Regions from separate parts of the Mus musculus genome. Here all the other regions are linked to region 2. A link is a contact called in public Hi-C and HiChIP or PLAC-seq data. All regions are on one chromosome and are shown on one strand. The core of a region is the stretch at or near the end of the contact, and the rest is flanking DNA. Distances in the headings are between cores, read along the strand shown.

Region 1 (3,423 bases), core at 69-2,568, 500 kb before region 2:
AGACAGCGCAGAAGTTGATAGCTAAGATCAGTATTTTTTCACTCTATTTGTAAATGACTCAGAGAAGTTTCTACTAATCCACTATTCACACTCTGGCATGAACACAAATTAGAGAAACTCATAATATAAACTTCAGGCAGTGATTATGTTGAAGAATAAAGGAACATGATTTCTCTATTCCTATTAAAAATCATAAGCTGGAATCAGAGGACAGAAGTAAAGGGTTACAATGGAATGTTCTGTGATGATCGCCCTCAGCTCTCCTGGAGTCTCAGCATTATAAAGCATTGTCAGGTGAATTATACCTTAGGTTTCTGAAGCAGATTCTGTAACCCAGCCTGCCAAGCGACCAAGATGTGTCTCCTACAGGATCCAGAAAGTACAGCTGGTTTTTACCGTCTCTCTCCATTTTAACTTCGTTTTAAAGTACAGATGCTACTATAATTCAATGGAGATCATATTTATAGACATATAGAAAGTTATATGGGTATTATAGGCATTGAGGTGTGTAGGAAAAAAGGTATCTGACAAGATAATGAGCCAAACTGCTCCCCAGTTGCTCAGTGTTACAAGTGATTCCAGAAGCAGAAGCAAGCTGGATGGAGCAGGTAGCTTAATAACTTTTTACCATGCAAAGCCTTTTTGCTGCTATCTAGGACACCATGGCCAGTATTAGCAAGTATTATTGAAGTTACATCAAGTAGATGGAGGCATTCCAAAGAGGAGCAGCGTGAATCACGAAGTCTGGAAGGTGGACAACATGGAAAGGTCTAGCAGGTTAACTTCAAAAGACTGAGCAGTAAGCCAGAAGGGTGAAAAGAGGGAAAACCCACAGCAAGGAATTAAGACGAGGGGCTGTGTTCCCAAAAATAAAAAAAAAAAAAAAGGTTCTGATTGAAGTTTTGAAGATCCTAAAGTATGGAGTGAGGCTCTGTATAGATAAGCTCTTTGAATTAATACTAAACCATGGGATTCTGGTGCTTATACTTGAAATGTTGGAACATCAGGTAAAGTACAGAGTATAAGCCAAATTTGTATATAGAAGTGGTAAACATAGAGCACCGAATAAAAGTTAAGAAGGCAAGGGTGCAGCAGCTAACTCCGCTGTTCTCAAGAGTGGACCTTGCCCATCTGTCTTAAAAGAACTGATGCAAAACCCTCTATAATGATGATTTGAAGGTTGAGGGATCATGGGACGGGAAATAGGTAGCCCAGACTCATGTGGCAGTCAGTATCTTTTGGTGGCCTGCTGGTCAGAAAATATTATGCTTATGTGCTCCAGAGTTCAGTGCCTTTCCTGTGATAGAGATAAAGTGAAAGAGTAAGGGAGCTGAGGTCATGTGACAGGAAGTGTGGCGTTTCCCTTTTCAGTATCATACCTACATAGCCCCCTTCCTCTTTTTCTTCATTTTTAGTGTTCCTTCTTTCATCTCGCTGTGGAATTTAGAACAAGATCAGTTAAAGTCTTTCTAGAGTGTCTTTCTGAAGGTTTTCCAAATTAATACAAGGAGATGGGGCCTGGTGCAGCTTTTACACTGGCATAATGAGTCAGCCCCAATGCATCAAACAGGCCTTCTGCTGCATTATTTCCCTGAGGAAACATGAACAAACGTCTGTTTATCCAGATAGGTCACTGGTAACAGACTGGCAAAATTCTTCCACCCAATCTATGTTAAGGTTTCTTCTAGGAGCATGGGTGACTGTGAGCAGCTGCATCGAAAAAAAGTCCTCCCGGCATGGGTGACAGCAGGAAGGGTGTATCGCTGGAGCTTCCTGCCCAGCTTGCCACTTAGTGGTCTCCTATCCTGTCCCCTTGGAGAGTGTTATTGGCTATATAACCTTGAAATGGAGCCTTCCTTTACATTTGTGATGTTCCTGAGTCTTGCAAGTCTCCATCTTCTATTTTCTCTCCAGGAGGGGAGAAAAATAACTATGCAGGCCTTCAAATCTCACCTTTTCAAATTTGGTCTTACTTTTTTGTTTGGGGCACTTTCTCATATGTACAATGCATTTTGACCACTATTATGTCCCCTGCCTGTCCCTTCCTGACAGATCCCTTCTTCATGTTCAAGGCTTTTCAGTTTGTTTTGTGACACACTGAGTTTATAACAAGAATTGTGACCATGGACTTTTAGGTATTCATTGCAGCCTGATTAGTTCAGCAGTGCAAAGTCCTTTTCTACTGTAATGGTATTTAGCATTGGATGCTGAGAAAGAACTGCCATCCCTTACCTAATAGATACTACTTCACATTAAGCTGACCCGTCCCCTTAATCCTCAGAGGGAGCATGTATATTTGTGTGTTAAACTCTTATCTATTATTTTAAACTTCATTATAATTTGAAATTGTGTTTTTTCTTTGCCCCTTTTCCCAAATGGAAGTGAAATCCTCCCTGGAAGACTTCTGAGGACTAAAGTATAGAATGTTGCAAGATCATTGCTCAGTGGAGAACTTAGCACACATTAGGAACTCGATAAGGAGTAGTAAAAAGGAGAAAGAGTAGAAGAAAGCAGTGAGAGGAAAGCAAAATGACTAATACCTGGCTTTGTAAGCTGGATAAGCTATGAAATGTTCATTCTGGATCTTTTGGGTAGGAAAATCTTGAGTGTTTTAATTATGTACCTAGAAAATAGACACAGTTGAGGTAAGTATTCTTAATACTTAGAAGATTGTGGTAGAATGAGTCAAGGGATGAGAATAGTCGGATATGTCAGTGATCTCTTGAGAAGGTGGCAACACGGTTGGTTACTCGGAATCAGAGCCTCTGGAGGAGCTCATTAAATCCCAAGCTTAAGTTAGTGTTCCAAATTCCTGATCCCAGTGCTCTTGACATTCAAGATGGCAGACCCCTTTAAGATAATGGCATGCCCGTTTATTTTAGCCCTGTTTCCCTTGGGCATCCTGTTAGTAGCATAGATCTTAGGCTACATCCCTCTACATATTGGACTGTTTAATATTATTTAATATTTTCTGAGGATTTTCAGGTTTAAATTTTTATCATTTACATGCTGACTTTATGGTTTGTTCAAAATTGACATTACAACTGAACTCTCAGCAACACGTTCCTTCTGAACCACGTTTCGTTGCTTATGCCAGTTACTTGGTTAGCTGTTGCACACCTCTCTTGCTGCCAGCTATTGTCTACTTTTGAAGACAGCAGTTGGTTTTACATCTGTGTTCTCTGCAGTAGAGGAGGTTCACTGACTTGGGTGGCAGGAATCTCTAAGAACTATGTCAGTAATGAGAAGTCATCTCACTGAGAGGCTAGTTTGTTTCTTAGCCCCTTCTCCCTACCCAGAACCAACACTGTTTTCAGAGACCTCGTTTTGGGGGAAGAAAATTCTTACAGGAACCACAACACTGAAAAGGAAGTAAATGTGTTAACAGTTTTGATAGATACATTTCTCTAAAACATATATTAT
Region 2 (3,499 bases), core at 934-3,433:
TTTGTTTGTTTAATGTATGTAAGTACACTGTAGCTCTCTTCAGACACTCCAGAAGAGGGCTTCAGAACCCATTACAGATGGTTGTAAGCTGCCATGTGATTACTGGGAATTGAACTCATGACCTCCTGAAGAGCAGTCAGTGCTCTTAACCACTGAGCCATCTCTCCAGCCCCAGTACCTTGTTTTCAACATGTCGTTCTATATACTATTTCCAAGCCCTTCTTAGAATACAGGGAGCATTCTGTAGCAACAGCAGCACACCAGGCCACAAGAAACCCTGCGTGGTGTCCAGGCCTATCTGCCCTGACACTGGGATCTTGTATCTTCTCTGAGAGTCTACCAAAGAAAAAGGATCCCACTGCCTCTATCCTAGCTGAGGCTCTCACTATTCCATTCTCAGCTAGGGAAACCTTGGCTAGCTCTCTTTCCCATAATAATCACCTTCTTCTTCCCTTTCTCATAGGCTCTTCTTGCCCTACACTTGCCCCAAACCTTAGTCTGGCTGAAAGCTTGTTCTGAGCCACCTGGCCCCCCACAGACCTCCCCCTCTGGCACCCAACCTTAGCATCTGCCTGGTACTCTTAACACGCACGACCTGAAGGGTAACTCCTGCAGCTACCTGCTACTCAGTGGTCACATCACACCACCGAGGTCAGGGAGATCATTTCAAAACTCATAGGCCAGCTCTATCAAGGCAAGTCTAATTTATTATGCTTGCTTTGTAGCCTTCCATCCCTACGAGTCAAGCTTTAAAAACCCAGAGGTCAAGAATTGCAACCCTCTAACCAGCTGGATTCTTCTGGATTCTGGGTTTCTTCACAGAAACAAAGAATAATCTAGCTTTTTAGATAGAACAACAGTCAAGGAAATGGAGGGGTGAAGGGTAGTGGGAGAGTCTTCAATGATATTTTGAAATATCACCTTATACACTGTTTTGTCCTGTTATAAAGCTGAGGATGACAGCTTCGCAGTGGGCAGTGACGGTATATGCTTTTAATCCCGGCACTCACGAGGCAGAGGCAAGTGGATCTCTGTGGGTTTGAGGCTACCCAAGTTCCAGGACAGCCAAGACTACATAGAGAAACCCCGTTTCAAAACAAAAGGAAAAAACAAGCCCCTTGTGTGACTTTTTCTAGGATGACATCCACAGAGCAAAGAAACGATTCTACCCAAGGCTAGCTTAGGGAACCGGTAAGTCTACTGGGGTTACCTCTGTAGGTAGGGGTGAGGAGCTACTTGCAGGAGCACAAAAGACTCAAAGGCAGCTGCATGGATTAAAATCCCACAGCAGCACACATAAGACTCACAGAGGCTGCATCCCTGATGCCCCTTCAATGCCTTGCAGGTTGGTCATCTTATAGGACACCCTTGTAAATCTTTTTACTTTCTGAGATTTAATGAATGTATTGTATATACTGTATATCTTGTATATACTGTTATCCTTGCAGAACCCATTGGGAAAGAGTTCGGGCTCCTGGGATGGCACCTCCCTCTAGAAGCAACAAGATCTTAAGAGCTAAGATTATTTATTCTGTGTCTCCCACAAATACCCACATTTGCAAGAATTACCACACCGCAAGGATTTACTTAAAAGCCTTTCACTGTAGGATATGCCTCTCATCTAGCCACTGGGATCCTGAAACGGATTCCAGGCTTCCCCTGGGCGAATGTGGAAAGCCCAAGCTATAAATACCGGTCTCCCGCGTCTGCACGGGAAGATGCAAAACATTCAAAGTTATAGTAGGCTAAACACTCCTTGTGATCCAGGATCACCCACAAGGCATAGGAGAGTTTCCTGTGGGAGGCGTGGGCGCAGCAATGTGGTACATAGCTCCTGCCACTCATCACCGGATGACACTCATTTCACAACATCCGGCACATTCCTGGTGTCGCTACACAAAGAAACGAGCCAACCCAGTTCTCCCCTCCCTTAAACTCCTTCACAGCCTGACTAAATCAAACAAATCACTGGCTCTGGCAAATGAGTTTCATTCTGTGACCTACACCCAGGGCAGGGCCCCGAGCCCCTCCACCCCACCCGCCCCGCTCCACTAGTTTCGCAGCCCGGGTTTGGGGGCGTGGCTCCAGGAGAAGGACACCGGGGCAGGGCTTTGGGGGTGGGGCCCTGAAGGCGGGGCTCTGAGTGACCAGGTCTAAAAGGGAAAAACCCGAGGCCTAGGCTGCTTGCACAGTCAACCTTGCTTTTCTTGGCTGCAATGGCTGTGGTCGCAGGCCTTCGGGCCTTTGGGGTGAAGTGGCCCAGCTGGCTCAGGCGCAACCCATGGGCCCCTCTCTCCGCCGGCTTCTGCAGCCCAGGGTCAGCAGGACCTGCGGGGTCGGAGTCAGAGCCAAGGCTCACCAGCACGCGACAGCAGGACGGAATCAGGTCAGCCTGCAGGCAGTGCCAGGGCTCTCCCTGGAGTTGGGAGCCAGGACTCGGGATCAACAGGCCTTGCCGCCACTAATCCTGAGTTATTTGTCACTGTTCTTTTCGATTTCATCTCGAAAAGATGACATCTTTGGTGGAGGAATCCTTGCATACTGAGTTTACAGGTGTCCCTTCCCTGTGCACACTAATACGAGGCACATGTGAGGGTTGTAAGTGAAAACTTCCTGGTGGCCCCCTAACACGGCTACCGTGCCCAGTTGCCCAGTCGTTTCTGAACATTTCTGCTGGCATGAGCACACATCTATCGCAACAGCCGTTGCCATGACCTCCAAGAAAGCCTATCACAAAAGATCCATGCCCTTACAAACAAAATCAGCAGGCTCCAGGGTTAAGGGCATGCTGAAATGCAGGGTGGGGGAGGTCAATAAGTAAGGATACAGGGCACATGCCCTGATCTCTGCCCCCTTGTGCCACAAACCTAAAAGCCTTAAAGTTTTGTTTGAATCCGTGCACAACCTGGATGTAATGAAGACCCTTTTCAGGCCTGGGCAGCACAAGGCTGTGAAGAGCTACGTTTCCTTGTTTAAGAGCTACAGGTGGAGCTGTTTAAGTGATATGCCCCCTACTCCAGTAAATAGCTCTTCTTAACCCTAGAAGATCATGTTTCACTTTTTAATCCTCACCCAAACTTTTATGTGGTCCTCCAAAAGAATGGAGAGCCAACCTCTGGCCTTTGGCTCTCCCCACACCTCCCCTTCACCCTCAGACCTCTCTATTACTACAGCCTTTAAGGAGCTTAGCACACAGGTCTGCGGATACCCATCCAAGGTGCCCATATTCTGTCTGTCCCCTAACTCCCTACAGACAACCATGGGTGGCCACCACAGGGGCTAAGCATTGGTGGGGCTCAGTAACTAAAGAGCAATCCCATTTCCTGTGGACTCCTTGGCCATCAACAGAGATAGAAACACTCCCAAAGAGAGCCTTAGGGGGCTCTGAAATGTAGAGCCTTCCTTTCTGATTTTTTTTTTTTTTTTGAGACAGGGTTTCTCTGTGTAGCCCTGGCTGTCCTAGAACTCTCTCTATAGACCAGGCTAGCCTTGAACTCAG
Region 3 (3,331 bases), core at 39-2,538, 380 kb before region 2:
TGCATTTAACTTAGATCCTTAGAAAATCACAGTTCCAAGAGTATAAAAGGCAAAATCACCTCTTTAGTATGCTGCAATCAAAAAAGGTTAAATGTTATGTTGAGACCACAGCCAGCACCATTAAATGGACTGGTATGAATTAGGATACAAACCTCCCCAAACCACTTTATGATTATGTGACTTTTAGCATGCCATTTGAAAAGGGGTGAGAAGGGCCAGCAAACTTAATACAAATCACTGAGCTGGATATGGATCCGTATTTCAAGCCCAGTTAACCTGGTCCAAAACCTGCTCTGTCTGCAGTGTGACCCAGCCAGGTCAGGTATGTTTGTATAACCTCAAACTCCAGTGATGTACCTACCCAGATGGCCTAATGGCAAATCACAAATCCCAGCTGAAAGTAGAGCCCCACAGCTACTAAAGAACTAGCTGCTCAGAGAAAACAAGAAACTGCCTCCTTTCATTCTGGAAAGTGTTTCCAATTTACTGCGTATGTCAAACAAGAATATTTTCTAGAACAAGAAGGGTTTTTGTTTTATGACCATTGATGGTTTGCCTGCATGTGTGTCTATGTGAGGGTGTCAGATCCCTTGGAACTAGAGTTACAGACTGTTGTGAACTGCCACCTGGGTGCTGGGAATTGAACCCAGGTCCTCTGGAAGAGCAGCCTGTGCTCTTAACCACTGAGCCATCTCTCCAGCCATTTTTTTTTATTTTAAAAGACAGGGCCTTACCCAGGCTAGCCTCCAACTCAGTATTTGACCAAAAATGACCTTGAACTCGTGGCCCTCCTGCTTCAACCCTCTGAAATCCTAGGATTATAGGTATGTACTACCACAACCAGTTTCTGTGGTGCTGGATGCAGAACCCAGGGCTTTGCTTAGGACAGACAAGCACTCTACCAGCTGAACTACATCCTATCCCCAGAATCAAACATTCCTAAGAAATCATTAGGAGCTGAAGCTGTAGGTGAAGAGGAATTAGCTACTGAGGAATAGTGCAACTGCTGGAGTTTGAATTTGGTTAAGTTGACTAATTGCCTTCTAAATATCTGCTCCAAATTTTGAAAGTAATAATAAATTATTAATTGAAACAGTTGCTTAAGACAACAAGATGCTTCTTTTGTGAATTAAAAACAGTCTCTGAGAAGATTGTCTGAGAGTGTCTTTCACAAATAGAGAAGAGGGTTTGCAAAACCAGTGTCTGGGCAGTCAGAGAAGCTCCAGTTGGAGCAGCTCCCAGCATGAAGTGTGCTCATGGCCCACAGAGGCCCTGCGTTCTTCCCTGAGTCTCCAGCAGTCCACAGCACAGACACTTCCTGTGAATGTGCTAATAGGCCTTATGAGAGAGCTCTGTAACCACCCATCTGTCACTTTTTAACAGACCTGATTGGCAAGCACTTGTAACAACTGACATCTGTTCTCACTTATTGATATGCAGATTTATGGTAATTGCTATGAACAATAAGACACAAAATTACCTAAGGTGAACATTAAATTAAATTTTGATGCCCTTCTCCTTATAAATAATTTTTTTAATCTTAAATTTCAAGTAGGAATTTTGTGCATCTGTTTTGTACATAATTTTCTCATTTTGGAGGATTTTTTCCTTCTTAAGTAATGACTGAAAACGTAAATCTCCTTACTCCCACATTTTTTCTTTTGTTGTCATCATAGTGACTCACTTTTAGGTTTCCTAAAACTTAAGTGTTTCGCATGTTTAGTTACCTTTCTGCCCTGGGTTTGAGAGGTGCCCAGCTGAGCACAAGTTAAATGTGGCCATTTTTCTTCTCAGAAAAGCTGTTTGCCAAGCAGGAGCCAGCTTCTAAGAAGGATGACAGGCGCCTTCCAGTCTGGTGCCCTTTCATGGCGAAAGAGAAAGTCTGAGTGGAGGTGGGAGAAGAGCCTACTGCAGGCAGGGGCTGAGAAAGAAGGAAAGGCAGGGAGCACTCCTCACCACAGGAAGGAGTGAAAGAAACCACAAGTGTGGATTCCAAATGACTGGAAGCCAAGACTGCCTGTGGAGCCCAGGGAAAGTCAGACAGAGTCAGTAGAGGGAGGAGAGATCCTCCAGTTCCAGAGAACACCTGTGGGTGGGAGCAGCTGAAGGCAGCTAAGGTAAAGCTAAGTTAATCTCTGCTCGGGGAGTCTGGTGAGGGTGGGCAGCGCCTGCTTTCCTTACATGGAACCCTTACCTTCTCTCCGACCTCTGACCCTAGAGGACTCATAATGACGACGTGTCTCATTTTGAGTGAGAACGCCCTGGCCAGGTACCAGCTTGTGGCAGAAAGAGCCCAGACCTGTCACCAGGGCTGTGCTGTTGTCAGTGAAGGGTTGAAAAGTACCATGCCCAGTAAGTTTCCCAAGCTCCTTCTAATCACCTAGGATCACACCCGTTATAAACCGAATACAAGATGTCGGGAGCTTTTAGACCGCAGACTGATGTGCGACGGCCACAGAGAGGGATGGCCAGAAGAGGCGTCTGACCTGTGTCAGACTGGGTCGAGGGAGAAGGCACTGTGCCCTGTGCTCACCTACCAAGCATCCTCCTGTTCAGCTGGTAACACAGCCACAGGAAGATGAAGGGAGCTTCTCTCAGGCCTCAGGGCTGTGGCACTGCCTAGCTTCAATCTCTGTTGAGTCCACTATTCAGCTATACCTGTGGGAACATGAGCACAGGCTCTCTGGCTTCTGTGTGTGTGTGTGTGTGTGTGTGTGTGTGTGTGTGTGTGTGTGTGTGAGTCTGTGTGTGTGTGAGTCTGTGTGTGTGTGTGTGTGTGTGTGTGTGTGTGTGTGTTTACACTGAAAAAGAGGATCCTTTTCTTTTCCTACTATTCCTTAGTTCCAGTTTCTTCTTGGTTTCTCATATCATATAATTTACTGCCCCATCTGTAGAAATTTCATTCAATTTTTTCCCCCAGAACTTTGGTCTTTTTCAGTTATCTTGGTAAGTCCAAGGTTATATACAACTTTCTGGGATCCTTTACAGAAAAAGAAAGTTTCACACATAACAAGCACACTTTTTTTTCCATAAAGCTTAGGAGGTTCCTGGACTGCCTGAACCCCATCAGTGGACTTTGAGCTACGTGGGAGAAAGGATAAAGGCTTTAGTTTTGAGAAAGAGCCATAGTGACCCATCAGTTCACTGAGGCAACTATAGCCAGTTATCTGTTTTGTCTGAGATGAGTAGAAGAAGAGGGGAAGATGGGTATAAAGAGATGAAATTAAGAAATGAAACACTGATTCAGAAAGATGATGGAGCACAGGGTTTGAAATGGTCCCTGGTCCACTTAGTCCTAAGCAAGATTACCCTGAGTTTCAGGTACTGAGTT

What was found. Hi-C and Micro-C count contacts between places; a contact is called where the count stands out from the background. HiChIP or PLAC-seq counts read pairs in DNA pulled down with a chosen protein or histone mark.
Region 1: a Hi-C map of B cells shows a contact between it and region 2, with 2.5 times the contacts expected there. The contact joins the enhancer-like site here to the promoter of Echdc3 in region 2. A contact is called at or near these places in 5 of 39 promoter capture datasets (the C10 cell line, embryonic stem cells, hematopoietic stem and progenitor cells and 2 more), 3 of 484 Hi-C or Micro-C datasets (B cells, the C10 cell line and CD4 T cells) and 7 of 115 datasets of contacts at active chromatin or transcription factors (the 230-238 cell line, embryonic stem cells, large pre-B cells and 3 more).
Region 3: a contact with region 2 is called in an HNF4G HiChIP or PLAC-seq map of pancreatic cancer cells. The contact joins the enhancer-like site here to the promoter of Echdc3 in region 2. A contact is called at or near these places in 2 of 39 promoter capture datasets (frontonasal cranial neural crest and hippocampal neurons), 1 of 484 Hi-C or Micro-C datasets (embryonic stem cells), 1 of 115 datasets of contacts at active chromatin or transcription factors (pancreatic cancer cells) and 1 of 9 other capture datasets (embryonic stem cells).

Annotation. Positions count from the first base shown.
Region 1 is chr2:6,709,181-6,712,603 of GRCm38.p6, reverse strand. The region is part of intron 2 of Celf2 (CUGBP, Elav-like family member 2); the gene reads left to right. Among named protein-coding and RNA genes, the nearest start is that of Celf2, 170 kb to the left of the region's middle. Within about 2 kb of position 1,318, at least 100 of the 459 cell types and tissues checked have an H3K27ac peak or open chromatin away from gene starts, as enhancers often do. A contact at or near this core is called in the 230-238 cell line, B cells, hematopoietic stem and progenitor cells and 3 more, where this site is marked.
Region 2 is chr2:6,211,678-6,215,176 of GRCm38.p6, reverse strand. Echdc3 (enoyl Coenzyme A hydratase domain containing 3) reads left to right here and starts at 2,183. Exons shown (of 5, transcript NM_024208.4): 1 at 2,183-2,386. The coding sequence starts at 2,217. All of the region lies in intron 1 of A230108P19Rik (RIKEN cDNA A230108P19 gene), which reads right to left.
Region 3 is chr2:6,592,913-6,596,243 of GRCm38.p6, reverse strand. The region is part of intron 8 of Celf2 (CUGBP, Elav-like family member 2); the gene reads left to right. Among named protein-coding and RNA genes, the nearest start is that of Gm52546, 120 kb to the right of the region's middle. Within about 2 kb of position 1,288, at least 94 of the 459 cell types and tissues checked have an H3K27ac peak or open chromatin away from gene starts, as enhancers often do. A contact at or near this core is called in hippocampal neurons and pancreatic cancer cells, where this site is marked.